Regions from separate parts of the Callithrix jacchus genome. Here region 2 is linked to region 1. Evidence: chromatin contacts called from public Hi-C data. All regions are on one chromosome and are shown on one strand. Each heading gives the region's core, a stretch centred on a gene start, on an enhancer-like site or on the middle of the called end of the contact. The rest is flanking DNA. Distances are from core to core; before and after follow the strand shown.

Evidence for each region. A called contact is a pair of places that touch in the nucleus more often than the background predicts.
Region 2: a Hi-C map of skeletal muscle shows a contact between it and region 1, with 5 times the contacts expected there. The contact joins two enhancer-like sites. A contact is called at or near these places in 2 of 3 Hi-C or Micro-C datasets (both in skeletal muscle).

The regions. Positions count from the first base shown.
Region 1 is chr20:28,829,483-28,836,100 of calJac240_pri, forward strand. All of the region lies in intron 16 of ZFHX3 (zinc finger homeobox 3), which reads left to right. Among named protein-coding and RNA genes, the nearest start is that of TRNAK-UUU, 440 kb to the left of the region's middle. Within about 2 kb of position 5,034, at least 2 of the 16 cell types and tissues checked have an H3K27ac peak or open chromatin away from gene starts, as enhancers often do. A contact at or near this core is called in skeletal muscle, where this site is marked.
Region 2 is chr20:29,058,764-29,065,348 of calJac240_pri, forward strand. ZFHX3 (zinc finger homeobox 3) reads left to right here. Exons shown (of 24, transcript XM_078357602.1): 19 at 5,689-5,796. Among named protein-coding and RNA genes, the nearest start is that of TRNAK-UUU, 670 kb to the left of the region's middle. Within about 2 kb of position 2,423, at least 2 of the 16 cell types and tissues checked have an H3K27ac peak or open chromatin away from gene starts, as enhancers often do. A contact at or near this core is called in skeletal muscle, where this site is marked.

The sequences.
Region 1 (6,618 bases), core at 3,784-6,283:
GCATCCCTCTTTCTCTGGAGTCAGTGTGTGCCTCGTGCTAATACAATTCCATGCATACTGCTCTTCGCCTCATGAGCTGATTATATTTCTAACACTTGCACGGTTCATTATTGTGCCCGAGGAAAAGACTCTCCAGGCTATAAGGCCAGCCTGGGTGGGTGGTTTTCAGAAAGGGTAAAAGCAGGTGCCTTTCTGTGCTGTGAGAATCGGGAGTAAATTCAGACTGAGGGTGGGATTCTGACAGGGAGGACAGAGGACTTACGGTGAGAGATTTCTGTAGGGCTGCCTTTGAGATCAGAATGGAAAAGGTGAACTTTGGGAGACAGAAAAGCGCCCAGCAATCGCTTTGACCAACTGGGGTGGCCGCTTTAAATCTTACCCTGGCGGTAGCTGTTCCCTTGGAAAGGGCGCGATCTTTGCTATCTGCAGTGCTGTGGCTTTATAAGGTGAGGCTAGGGAGCCTGGAGGTTTTAATTGCAGCTCCGTTTCTTCCCACTTCTTTTCCTCCTCTATCTAGTGTTCTCTTTCTCTGGCCTCAAAAACTATTCCTTAAACTCTCAAAGGAGAGCAGGGGGATGTTTTTGTAAGTTTCTGCAACTGAAAAACAGAAGTGCTCTGTAAAGCAGTTAATAGGATGGGTGTGTGTTTCCAATAAATATCTGTCCACATTGGCTTCTGTCCCCACGCTGGAGTGGCCTGGCAGTGACGTGGACAGGGCCCCGGGAGCGCTGGCTCCGGTTCGGAGGCCCCAGGCTCCTTTTAGTAGCGGAGGGCGCGTCCCTTTCTTCTCGCCCGATTCTAGGCCGGCCCCTGACCTTTGATGAGCGAGGGGTCAGCGCCTCGGGGAGGGCCCCGGCTTTGTTCCCGCCGGGGCTGGTTCCTGGGGCGGCGCAGGCCGAGCGGTGAGGGCTCTTGGCCCCAGGCGGGCGCGGCGCACCGCCCCCCCCACCCCCGCCCCCGCCTGCCCCAAGGCCCGCACCGGGAGCGTAGCTTCCCCGGGTCCCTGCGGGCGGGTGGGCGGGCGCGGTCGCCGCCGAGCAACCCGGCCTGCGCCCGGCAGGACTGTAGATGTCAGGCTTTGCCCGGGGAGCCGAGCGGCAGCGGGGCTGTGAGTTTCAAATTAACCTTCCGCTTTGTTGCTGTGTAATGTGGATCCCCGAAGGCCCCCCGCCCCGCCTGCCCCCCTTTCCCGGGCGGTGCGCGCTGCGAACTGCGAGTTGGGCTTCATTTACATAAAGCGACTCCGGGCGGGCGGCGGCGGCGGCGGCTGAGGAGGAGGCGGCGGCGGCGGGCAGGCCGGGGTCCGGACTCGAGCGCCGCGCCCCGTGGGTGAATCCCCGCCGCGCCCCGGGACCTCCCTGCGGGGACAGGCCGACCGCCAGCCCTGCCACCACCATGAGCTTCCCGCCCCTGTCTCCGGGCCCTGTGCTCCTAACCAGAGCCATCTCGGAGTCCTGGGGCCAGCGGGAGGTGGGGAGAATGCCGCCGGGGGTGGGTAAGCTCGGGGCTCGGGTGCCACTGGAATTTCCCGTTGTTGCGCAAGGCTGCGCGGCCCCGGGACCTGCGAGTGCCGCCTCCCTCTGGAGGTGCGCGGAGGCTTGGTGTGCCAGGTGAGTGCAGCCTCCCTCCGGGTCCGTGAAGCCGGCCTGGAGCCGCAGGCAGGTGCTGCGAGTCTTGGCTGAACTTCCCATTCTCTTGGGGCGTGTGGGGGAAGGGCAGGCAGGATGCACTTGAACTCCCAGACTGCAGTTGCAACCTACCTAGGGGGCGAGCACCTAAATTCTGTTGGGTGCACAGTAAAGCCCTCCCTTCCTCCTCCCTTCCCTTTCCTCTATTCTCCCCTCCTTCCTCCTTAACTGCATCTGCTTTTGGATGAGTTCCTGCCTTCTGAATACTTGTGGTACTGGTGTCATTTAGAAGTTTGGGTGCCTCCGCCTAAAAATGCACACTTGTCAGCCCTGGAGAAGTCGTTGGTCAGTTTGAAACAATGTGAAGAATGCCCTTGCGGAGTAATTAAAGGGAGAATCAGAGTTTTGGAGCTGGAGGGCACCTTTGGAGATCATCTTGTCCACCCTCTAATTTTAGTTTTTTTGCACTCAGAAAAGACAGAGCGCGGGGGGGGGGGGGGGGGGGGGGCGGGGGCGGGGTGGGGAGCTGATGCAAAGGAGAGAGTCAAGATTTCTATCCTGTTTAAGGAGGAGGAATGCCTATGTTTAGGTCAGAAGCAGAAAAACAATAACAAAAAGAACCATTGTAGGCTTGGAGGGAAACGAACATTCTGGAAAATGGTCTTTTCTGCGGTGGACACACCTGTGTGACGTTAGGAGAAGGCCTGGAGGGTAAAGAAGGCGGTTCAGGCATGGCTTGTGCTAAGAAGGAATTGCCTGGCACAGTGGTACCTCTTGTGCTAAACCGGCCCGTGAGCAGGTGAATCCAGGAGGGTCATCCCTCCCCGCAACCCTCTACTTGTGTCATTTAACATGCCTGACAGACTCCCTAAAAGCCACTGACAGATAACCCCAGAGAGGACAGATGGCCCTGCCTGGGCGCAGAGGGAAGGCCTCTCCTTCAGGCTGGGGCCTGCTTGTCGGAATGCATCAGGGCAAAGCCTTGAAGGTACATTGTGAGAAAGTTACACGTCATCTTACTTCTCTCCATGCTTTGAGATCCTCGGAGACAAGTCCTTAAATAAATAGAGTATAATTTAAAGCTCACCCTAGCTGGGGAACCTGTTTCGTTGCCATCAGCAGCAGGTGTGAGTTTGTAGAGTTGGCCCCTCGAGTCCCCTCATTCCTAAATTCAGGAGGTGTCAAACCTTCATGTTCAGTTAATGGCTGTGGTTTCTGGCTAGGTTTCAAGGGAAACCCTGAAAATCACAAGTTCCAGGAGGCTGGGCTCCAGGAGGACGTGTGAGTGCTGTGGTGGGGACTTCATTGGGTAGGGAAATACACATCTTCCAAGGCAACCTGATCAAGAAAGGCCCCAGCAAGGAATGTGAGTCTGCTCCTTGTTATCAGAACAGCCATTGGGAGCCTGAGATTCTGAATCTAGTTACTTCACCATGAAAAACCATGAAGGCAAAGGTGAGGTGTGAGGAAAGTCAGAAGACCACGGTCCCAAATAATTAAAGGGTTTCAAGAATGGGGTCTTTGGAGAGAGGTACATACCTGGGTGTTTGCACACCTGCATTTGTGTTCATTCGGTTTCGCAGAGACCCTGAAGGCACCCTTTCACAGAGTCTATAGCTGTGATGGCCAAAAGAAACTTTTCCTCTCCCCCTTTTCTAAATTACAGGACTAAGGAGATTGTCCGCGTGGTGTTTCCAGCATAGTTTTCAGAAAGCATGTAAAGTGCCTCTCAGAGTGGGCTGGGGTCACACTTGGCTCTTTTATTTAATTACACAAGTGTTATTTAACAACATGGAGCAGATGCAGAAGCGGCTCTTTTACACTTTAAAAATAGCCCTTTCGGAATCACAGGGAATTAAGTGACTTGGAGACCTTCTGTCTTTATGACATGGGTCACTTCCCTCTCTCAACCCTTTTTTTTTGTTTGTTTGAAATGGCTGCACTTTCTATGAGATAGAGCTACTGTTTTCCCTTTCTTCTGTAAACAGTATTGATGGACAGGGAACTATTGAGAAACACTTGCTAACTATTCCAGAATGATGATGATGATAATAATAATAATACATGCTGCTTCCCTAACCACCTGACACTTTATTTTGGTTCCTTTCCTTCCATTTTTTTTTGTTTGTTTGCACAAATGAATGTTAAGGGAGGGTAGAAAAGGCTCAAATAAAAAGGCACTCTACACAGGCCTCTGCCTGACTCTTTCCAACAGGGCGAAGTGCCTGCCTTCCTGCAGCTTGAAGGTTGAATTTCACTGCTGTGTCTGTCAACTCAGTGCCAACTGTAGAGCCCAGTGGCGAGGAGCTAAAATAAGCGAGATTTTGGTTTTTATTATTCTGACTTTAAATGATGACTGCTAGACACTCCCAGGACTGGCCTGGCTCATCTTGGGTGACTCAAAGGTGGTTAGTTCATTAGAGTACATCCATAATTACAGACTGCTGGAAAAGTCTTATCTGGGGCTAGCGGTGATTTGGCTTAGTTCGTTTATTTCTGGTCACAAGCAGCATCAAGGAAACATGTCCTTATTGTCACTGTGTGCACTTTTTAGTGTATCTTTCAGGGGGTGGAGCTTTTTGTCTTCCTCCTACACATTATCAGTAAGAATCTGGAAATACTTGAGGGCCCAGAGCAGACCCTTACTTAAGAAATTACTTTTATTGCTAAGTTGTAACAGTGAGTGTCATCTTAAAAAGTAAATATTTAAGTGACTAAGCAACATTTTATAAAAGTGTAGCGAACTGGCTTATTTAAAGGGGAAGAAAGTGAATTGTCTTTATAAAACTCTCCTTTTGGCTGGGCATAGTGGCACGCGCCTGTAATTCAAGCACTTTGGGAGGCTGAGGCGAGCGGATCACCTGAAATCAGGAGTTCGAGATCAGCCTGACCAAAATGGTGAAACCCCATCTCTACTAAAAACACAAAATTAGCTGGGTGTGGTGGCACGTGCCTGTTATCCCAGCTATGCTACTCGGGAGGCTGAGGCAGGAGAATTGCTTGAACCCACGAGGCGGAGGTTGCCGTGAGCCGAGATCGCACCATTGCACTCCAGCCTGGGCAACAAGAGTAAAACTCCTTCTCAAAACAACAGTTAACAACCACCACCACCACCACCACCCCACCACCTCACCTTTTAGGAGTAACTCACCTGCTTCTCAGCTCCGAGCATTTAGCCTTGATTTGCAGGTAGGCAGCAATGATTCTGGCCTGAAGAAACTTGTGTAAACTCCATCTCACACTCAACCCACACTATGGAGCTAATGGACTGAAGGTGCCTGTCAGTTACCTGAAGAAGTACAGTGTGTGCTGTGGTTTATACTTTCATTTGTTATTAAAATGATTGCTTGCTGTTAGCCTGGCCTATTTCTGTGATGTTTGGGCCTGTTGGCCTGTTCTGGTTCCCAAGGCTAGTGCAATTAACCAGGATGGGGGTGTTACTGTAAAAACACAACAGGAAGGCCGATTCCATTGTAGTGAACTTCATAGGGGTATCCAAATGCTCTGGTATGAGAATTTGATGGTAACGGTTAATATTAGAAGTCACAGCACAGCTCAGAACCACCGTCCTGTGCCTGAGTTAAAAACTGTGGTCAGGGGAAATGGGAACCCAGTTTTAATAGAATCCAGGCAAGGGAATTCCTTGGCAGGAGCTACTTTAAGTCATAAAGGGTGCCTGTTCTCTCCAAAGCAGAGTGTCCTGTGTCCTTAGGCCACTCAGATTGAGAAAGGAACACACAGAAGCTACGGTTGTGTCAAACCGCCCCGAGGGAGAGACCCAGGCAGAAATCTTGGCTCATTGGCAAGCCACTTTCAAAATCCAGATTAAAGAGAAGCACTACAAAATCAACAACTGTCAGATGGCTTTTCTCTATGATTTAAAGCTGACTGCCGGATTGATCTCTTTGAACATGTGCAAAGTGGCAGTTAGATGTCGGAGGGTTAGCTTCTTGGGGCTAATAGGGTAAATGACTCCTATATGGACAGAAACTGGGGACAGAGGTGTGGAGCAGGGTTTAGTGCTGACTGGCAGTAGCAGTGTGCTAAAGCTTCAGAAATAGGGAAAGAACTGGAATGTTTCTTTCTAGTTTTCATTCTTTGGGCCAGGGAACAGGTAGGTGAGGACCAGGCCATGGTTGCAGTGATGGGTATGTCTCTGCAGAGTTATTTGCCCAAGGAAGGTACTTGGCTTTTAACATTTAAAGGTGATTTTTCTTTTCTTTGATGTTTCTGCCCTTCTTTACCCTTCATTCATGGAGTTTCTTGCTTTTACAAGAATAAAGGCTCAACTAAAAACAGGGAGCGAGACACAGGAAGTTTGCAAGGTGGCAAATTCAGCCCTGTTTCAGAGCAAGACTTCTCTTTTGTTGGTTTTAACCCCAGACAGGGGATCTTAGCAAAATGCCTGGGCTTTATCTGCCTTTTGGGTGACAACCTCTCCCTGTCCACCAGAGGGTCACCACAGCAGTCTCATCAATACGAGGATTCCTGCCTGGGGGTTTTGATGTGTGCTTTTCCAGAGGGGCCTTAGCTGGCCCTCTGTGTCTTGATGGGGCTTAGGTGGTTCTGCTGCGCATTCTTTGAGCTTTGGTATTAACACATGTGCTGCCTCTAAGATTTTTCCATCCTTTTCCCTCCCTGGAGTCAGGTCTAAAGCTTCCAGTGAGGCAGGGAAAACATGTGCTGCCCTTCTACCCCTACTCTTGGCAGCGAGTGGTTTGAGATGAAGCCATTGAAACTCCCCTGCAAGGAAGCTGGCCCACCTTGAGAAGAGGGGCCTGTGCTGGGGTGCCTCTCACTTTCTATTCTGCTTGATTTTTGGGAGGAAGCTGATCACAAAGGGCCTGAAAGGCTTTCTTAAATGGTGACCTTGAGTTGAATTTCAAGTGGGTCTTTTGGGATAGCAGTTAGGAATGTATGGAGCACCTTCAGTCATCTGCAGGGGGACCTGGACTGGAACTGGGAGAACTGGCTCCACTGGACTCTGAAA
Region 2 (6,585 bases), core at 1,173-3,672, 230 kb after region 1:
GAAAGGAAAAGCTTTAACCCTATCTTCAAAGTAAGCAGATTGGTTATTTTGTTTTTCAAAGGAGAGGTCCTATATACAATTAAAACTTGTTTCTGGTAAACCTCATTCCAGGAAAGATGAGCTTTTAACAAAAGGCTTTTGACAGCTGCAGGCTATTTCATTTTTTTTAATGCCGAATGAAAAATCAATACATTTTTCTGGGTTATACATATTCAGAACAGGCCTGATATTTCCATTATAATGGAAAGTGGGTGTCTGTGCACATCTCGCCTGTCAGAGCTGCACCGCCGCATTTTCCAAGCCACTGCTAAATATTTCAAACCTGATTTGATTGTGGTTCATGACAGCTAATGTTTCTCAGCTCTTGAGCCTGCCGACAGGCAAACGCACTTTATTTCACCCCCACCCTCAAACACCGCTCCCTCCAAAGAAAAAGGAAAGAACAATTTCATTCTTCGGGGATCACAAATTGGTGTATTATTTAAGTAACATGATCATGTGAGAGCCTTGGGTACAGATACCCTGATTCTTAGGAGAATTTCCAAATTTCTATCACACCGAGGCACGATGGGGGCTTTGTCAGGTTTGGGGAAGGTTTGAATTAATTTGCATTATCCTGTTAAGAGTTAGGAACAGAGGGACTAGTCTTAATCATTGATTGATTGACTCCCCTTCCTTCAAGCCTGTAAAGTGATTCGTAGAAAATACCCGCTGGTGGACGTGTCACTCGGCCCCCATTATTAGGGTAAATAGTACCTTTTTTTTTTTAACAACTGGACCATTTTCTTGAGTGACACGTTTGGGGAGTGTGTTCAGTGGGGTTTCAGGGCTGAATGCTGACTTTGTGGCGATGCCACGTCTGTTTTTGGCTTCTGCCTGGTGCTTCTTTAAGGAATGAATTTCCCGGTTGTTCATAAGATTGCAGATTCCCATGGGGCTGCCAGTTGGCACACTCACCTCCTTTGGGAGCGGATTTCACCACCGATGGTGGAATTGGGCAGTCACCTGTATCAAGATGCTAAGTATAAGGTATATTAAGAGATCAGTTTACATTTGTGGTTAGCAAAACCACTTTGATTGAAGGGAAAATTTCTGAGACTGGGGTATCATCACCTTAAAAACTGAAGCTGTCCCAGGAACTTTTCCCTTTTAGGTCTTTATCTGCTGGAATTCTTGCTCTTGAGGACTCTGCACTTAACCAGGAGGCGTGAGTGATGAACAGGCTGGGTTTGGCCAAGCAGTAATAAGTGCTATCTGGGAGAAGCAATTGTAAAAAGGAGGTGGTGATGGAAAGGTTGTTTTTTTTTTGTTTGTTTTTGAGACAGGGTCTCACTCTTTTGCCCAGGCTCGAGTGCAGTGATGCAGTCGCAGCTCCCTGCTGCCTCAGTCTCCCAGGCTCAAGTAATCCTTCTACCTCAGCCTCCCAAGTTAGCTAGGACTACAAGCATCTGCCATCACACCCAGATAATTTCTACATTTTTGGTAGAGATAGAATCTTACATTCTGTTGCCCAGGTTGGTTTGGAACTTCTGAGCTCAAGCGATCCACCCACCTCAGTCTCCCAAAGTGCTGGGATTTATAGGCATGAGCCACCATGCCCAGCCAAAAAAGATATTTTTAAAAGGCCTTCAGTCACTGTTGAACATGGAAATGAAGGGCAGAAGGGACCCTAGGAAGACGCTGTAGTTTTCCAAGATTTGTTTTTATTTCCCTCTTTAACATGAAAATACATATAGGAGGGGGTGCTCCGGTTTGAGGCTACTGTGGGGTGTAACTATCTAAGTGGGCTTCTGCAGGAGTTTTAGAGGCACCTTCTCTGGCGTCTTCTAAAACACAGACCTGTCTGGGATGCGTTGGGCCTGCTACCTCCTGCCGAGAACCAGGGCTGGACTAGGGAAGTGGGAATCACCTCCTCTCCCAGGTCCTGGCCACGCCCTTGTGAAAGCATTCCTGGTGTGCTCTGGCTGGGATCTGAAATATCGTTAATGCTTGAAGGAGAAGCTGGTTTTGATTTATCTGTTTCAGCCTTAAAAGTGGCATAGGGTGAAGGGAAGCAACCCCTTTTTCTGTAGGAAAGACAGGATTTTCCAGATAAAACCGATCGTCCATCAAATCTTTGCTTGTTCCCACCGGCTGTCGGTAGCTGATATTATAGGGGGAAGGAATCTGCAGCTTCTGTAGTAATGAGCCAGGCAGTTGCCACTGACTCTGCAGAAGAGGAGGGAATGAAGTCCGTGATCTGTGGGGGAAAAAAAAAAAAACAAAAAACCTCCCCTTCATTCTCCAGCACGTGTGTATCAAGTCTACATTCCTAAAGAGAACAAGGGCTAGATAACAGCCCAAGGAGCTTAGCATGTGGACACAAATCTGTTTCAGAGCGGGATACCGTTTCGCCCCTGGTTCCCACGTGTTTCCAGGGCAGGGAGACCAAGCCTTTCCCCAGGCCTGGCTCTTGGTACGCGCTTGCTTTATGCTTTCGGAACCAATAAAACACACCCTGTCTGCAAAGCATTGTGGGCCTGAGCTGTCCAGACGCATTTTTAGTTGCATCGCTGTTTTTTAATCATTCCTCTACCTTTATTGGTATTCAGAGCTCAACAGTTTTCCGGTTACTGTCAGCCTGGGCTTTCATCCATTTTAAAGAGCTATTTTTCCTCTTGCTGTTGATGATGATGGTATAAAGACAGATGGTGTAACTGCTTATGAATGTCCTATTTTATTTCTCCAGGACCAGACAGTTCACTTGAAGACATATATTATTTCCACATGCTCAGGTTAGGCAGCCCAGACTCTTGTCTGCCTCCTGCAGCCCGCTGCCCTTCTGGGGCCTCGCCATGCAAAGGGCGACACCTGTAGGTTACGGCTGGAACTGCAGGGCTGAGCCGGCTGGGCTGAATGGGACCTGGTTTTTATGTGGGGGTGGGGGCTAGGACACTGATCCCCTTGCAAGGGAGCTGGCTTATCCAGGATTTTCCTAATCATTTCTTCTTCCACCACGCATAGAACAGCCTTTTAGTGAATGAATCACAAATGATAACATTAAACCTAGGAACTCAAGAAGAGGACTTGATTTGTAAATCTTTAAAAAAAAGAGATGAGCAAAATAAGTTCTTGAAATAACCTCTTTCGTTGATCCTCTCATTGGAACTCAGCTGCCTTCATTTGCTGCCTGCAGTAAGGCAGGGAGGGAAGAAAGCAAAGGCCCAAGTGGGCTCACGGAATGAGAGCTCCAGAAATATTTGCAAAGCAACATGCGGTTTCCTTGCTTGATGCCTCAATGATCTGCTTATACATTACAGTCTCTAGCCTCTCAACACATTTGTTTGGTAAGGCTTGAAGAACTGGGGTCAGTGTCGGTTGACCATGAGTTTTTAACTCTCTGCTCTGATAGCTGCAGGCTGTATGATGTTGCTGGCTTGTGTAATATGACCTCACAGTAGGTAAATCCCTTCCCAGGTCTACTGAGCAGCACCTCCAGACGCTGCTCATCACCATCTCAGAGTGTTCTCTAGTTTGTAGGAGTCAGACTGTCCCCATCTAAGGTGATAATATGTATGCATTAGAGATGAGAGGCCATTGAGCCATTTCTTTGCCTAATCAAATATGATTAACCCATTTATGCTGGAGATTGCAAAAATTGTTTTGTGTGAAAAATCAGACCTTGGTGATGACCTTGAGCAGTTGGCTATAAATAACTCCCACAAGCTTAGCGTTCCAATAATGGAACACTAGGCATAAATGTATTGGTGATACATTTTATGTATTGGGATACATAAATGTATCCCTACCACTACAGATATTTTGTATCACAGCATGTATTGGGACAAATAAGGATCCTTTAAGAGACCTAGCTCATCTGGGTCGACCCAATGTAATAAATAATATTAATTGACCAAATGCTGGTATCACCATTCAAAGATGAATTTTATCATTATAATGTTGAACAATTTTATTGAAAGCCTAAAAATGTGCGTGGAACATCCCATCTGGGCATAATGAAGGTAGTTTCTGTGTCATGCTGTGTGATGTGTTCCTGCTCTACTGACACCTATATATGTTTTCTGTACTAAATGATGTATGGTGTTAATGTGGGCTCTGTATCTGATTGACTTCAAGCTGTGGTTGCCTGATTTTTCTCCATTTGAACTAAGGGTAGAGTAGGGAGACTTGATGCTGACTTTACTGTGCAGCGAGACAAGAAAGGAGACAGAGAGATTATATGTGGAGTCCTGAGTTGGAGATGAAAATTAGCAGCACCACACTTCACCTGTGTTCCCAGTGACTGCCTCATAAACTCCCTCTTGGCAATAAGGAAGAAGGAACATTCCGTGACACTAGTTCAGTTTTCCAGACCTTGGACCCCCATCATCTCTTGAGTCAAGACAATCTGATTCTAAAGAGATACCTTCTTCCTCAGTGTTTTAGAAACCCTCTGAAACCAATGTACTTTGTGCTCCTATTCCTTCCTTCAAGAGATACATTCAGAGGCTGTTTTCTAGAGGGTCAGAAGGCATGACACTGAAAAATTGAAAAGTAGCATTGGGGTAGAGGCTGTTTTCTAGAGGGTCAGAAGGCATGACACTTTGAACTAAAGTAGCACTCTGGGGTTGGAGAGACCTGTGGCGGTGCTGGACAGAGCCCTGATCCAGTGTTCTAAGCCAGACTCAATACTTCCTGGCTGGGGTCTGGTCACGACTAAATACCCAAGAAAATGTGCTCTTCACAGTCACCTAATAATTACATTGTTATTAAAATTATGTCACCTTGGTTTGTCCACTTTATTCATTCCCTTAGCCCAGTCTTGCTGAATGTATGCTTTGGATAATGATCCAGAGGGCCAGAACAGCAAGAGAAAAGTGTGTCGCTTTGTTTCCCTCAGCATCTAGAGTATCTTATTCTCTTCTTCCCCACTTGGCCGGATGGCATTTCCCTTCATAAGCAACCTAAAGTTGGCAGCGGTCATTCTGCCTTCACTATAGCACTGTGTACTGAACTGGAGAGACGTTTCCTGCCTTCATATTAAACCCATCGTGAGTGAGGATGGAATTGCTTCAAAAAGAAAGTGTATTCTACAAATCTCGCTTCCCACCACTGCCTCCTGGCATGCTCACCAGATGCCATTTGGTTTCTGGAACTCTTCAAACCGTTGAACTCATATCACTGCTACTCTATGACCCTTCACAACAACTCACACACACTGTGGCACATGCATAGGCACTGTGAGCCCTGTGAGGGGTCAGTGATTGGGGATGGTCTAGGCCAATGCCAGGAGGCTCGGAATGGAGCTAGGCCTGAAGGGAACAGGTGGGCACGTCTTGCATTTTCAAGTGTAAAAGACTTGCATGTGACTTCAGGGATTCAGGTGGAGTTATTGCTTCAGCCAGGATTGGTTTTTCAGTTAGAACTGCTCAAGTGAAGCATTCAGAATCTATCTAGAAATACCTAATGGCCACACAACTGGAGCAAGTCACAGCCTCATACCAGCTGTTTACCCAGAAGGAAAGTCCCCACTGCTTACCCAGACCTCGCTGTATCCTCAGCACAGGCAGCCATCCAGGGGCCACTGGAAAGAAAACGGCATGAGTCATTGGTGCCTGTCTTGTGGTTGGCAGTGCTTTGCAATAGGGACCAGAAGGCCTTCATCTTCTCTTTATGTTTAACCCTTGACATGTTTTTCTTCTGTTTCAGAAGAAGCCATTGAAGATGTTGAAGGACCCAGTGAAACAGCTGCTGATCCAGAGGAGCTTGCTAAGGACCAAGAGAGTGGAGGCGAGAAAGACCAGGGAAAGTGGACAGGTAGTGTGCGTGGCTGCCCTCCAGCCTTCTTATCTTTCATTCCCTGGAAGAATGGAGCTAACAGGTCAGGGAGTGGACACATCCCTAGTCTGCCCAGAAAACGATGTTGGCTTTGGGTGAGTGGGAAGGGGATTTTGTTTTACTTTTTTGAGTAGTCACCTTCATTCTCCTTATTATACTATATTCTACTATGTTTTTAAGCGGTTAAGTTTCTTAAGTGGCGCCAAAGCAAACGTATCTATTGAGCATTGAGGTAGGTGCCAGGCTGTGTGCCAGGGCGTCTGGGTTTTGGTCACATCTCTTTGGTGCCTCTTCAGTGCTGTTTTGTCCTTGATGTCATTCTTCCTCTGTTGAAGGCCCAGTCACCGGTCCCACCTGCTCCCAAGGCCAGAGGGGGTTTGTGTCACTTGAAACTTGATTAGGGTCACCCCTGATTTTCAGCCTCAAGATTCTCTAAGGGTCAGGTATGATGGCTCATGCCTGTAATCTCAATACTTTGGGAGGCTGCGGTGGGAGGATCACTTGAGCCCAGGAATTCGAGACCAGCCTGGGCAACATAGCAAGTCCCTGTCTCTACTAAAATTATAAAAACAATTAGCTGGGTGTGGTGGCATATACCTGTAGTGCCAGTGACTTGGTGGTGGGGGAGCGGAGCTGGGTGGGAGAACCAAGTGAGCCCTGGAGGTTGAGGCTGCCGTGAGCCCTGATCATGCCAGCCACTGCACACCAGCCTGGGCAACAAGAGTGAGACTATCTCAGCAAAAAAAAAAAAGAAAAGATTCTCAGCTA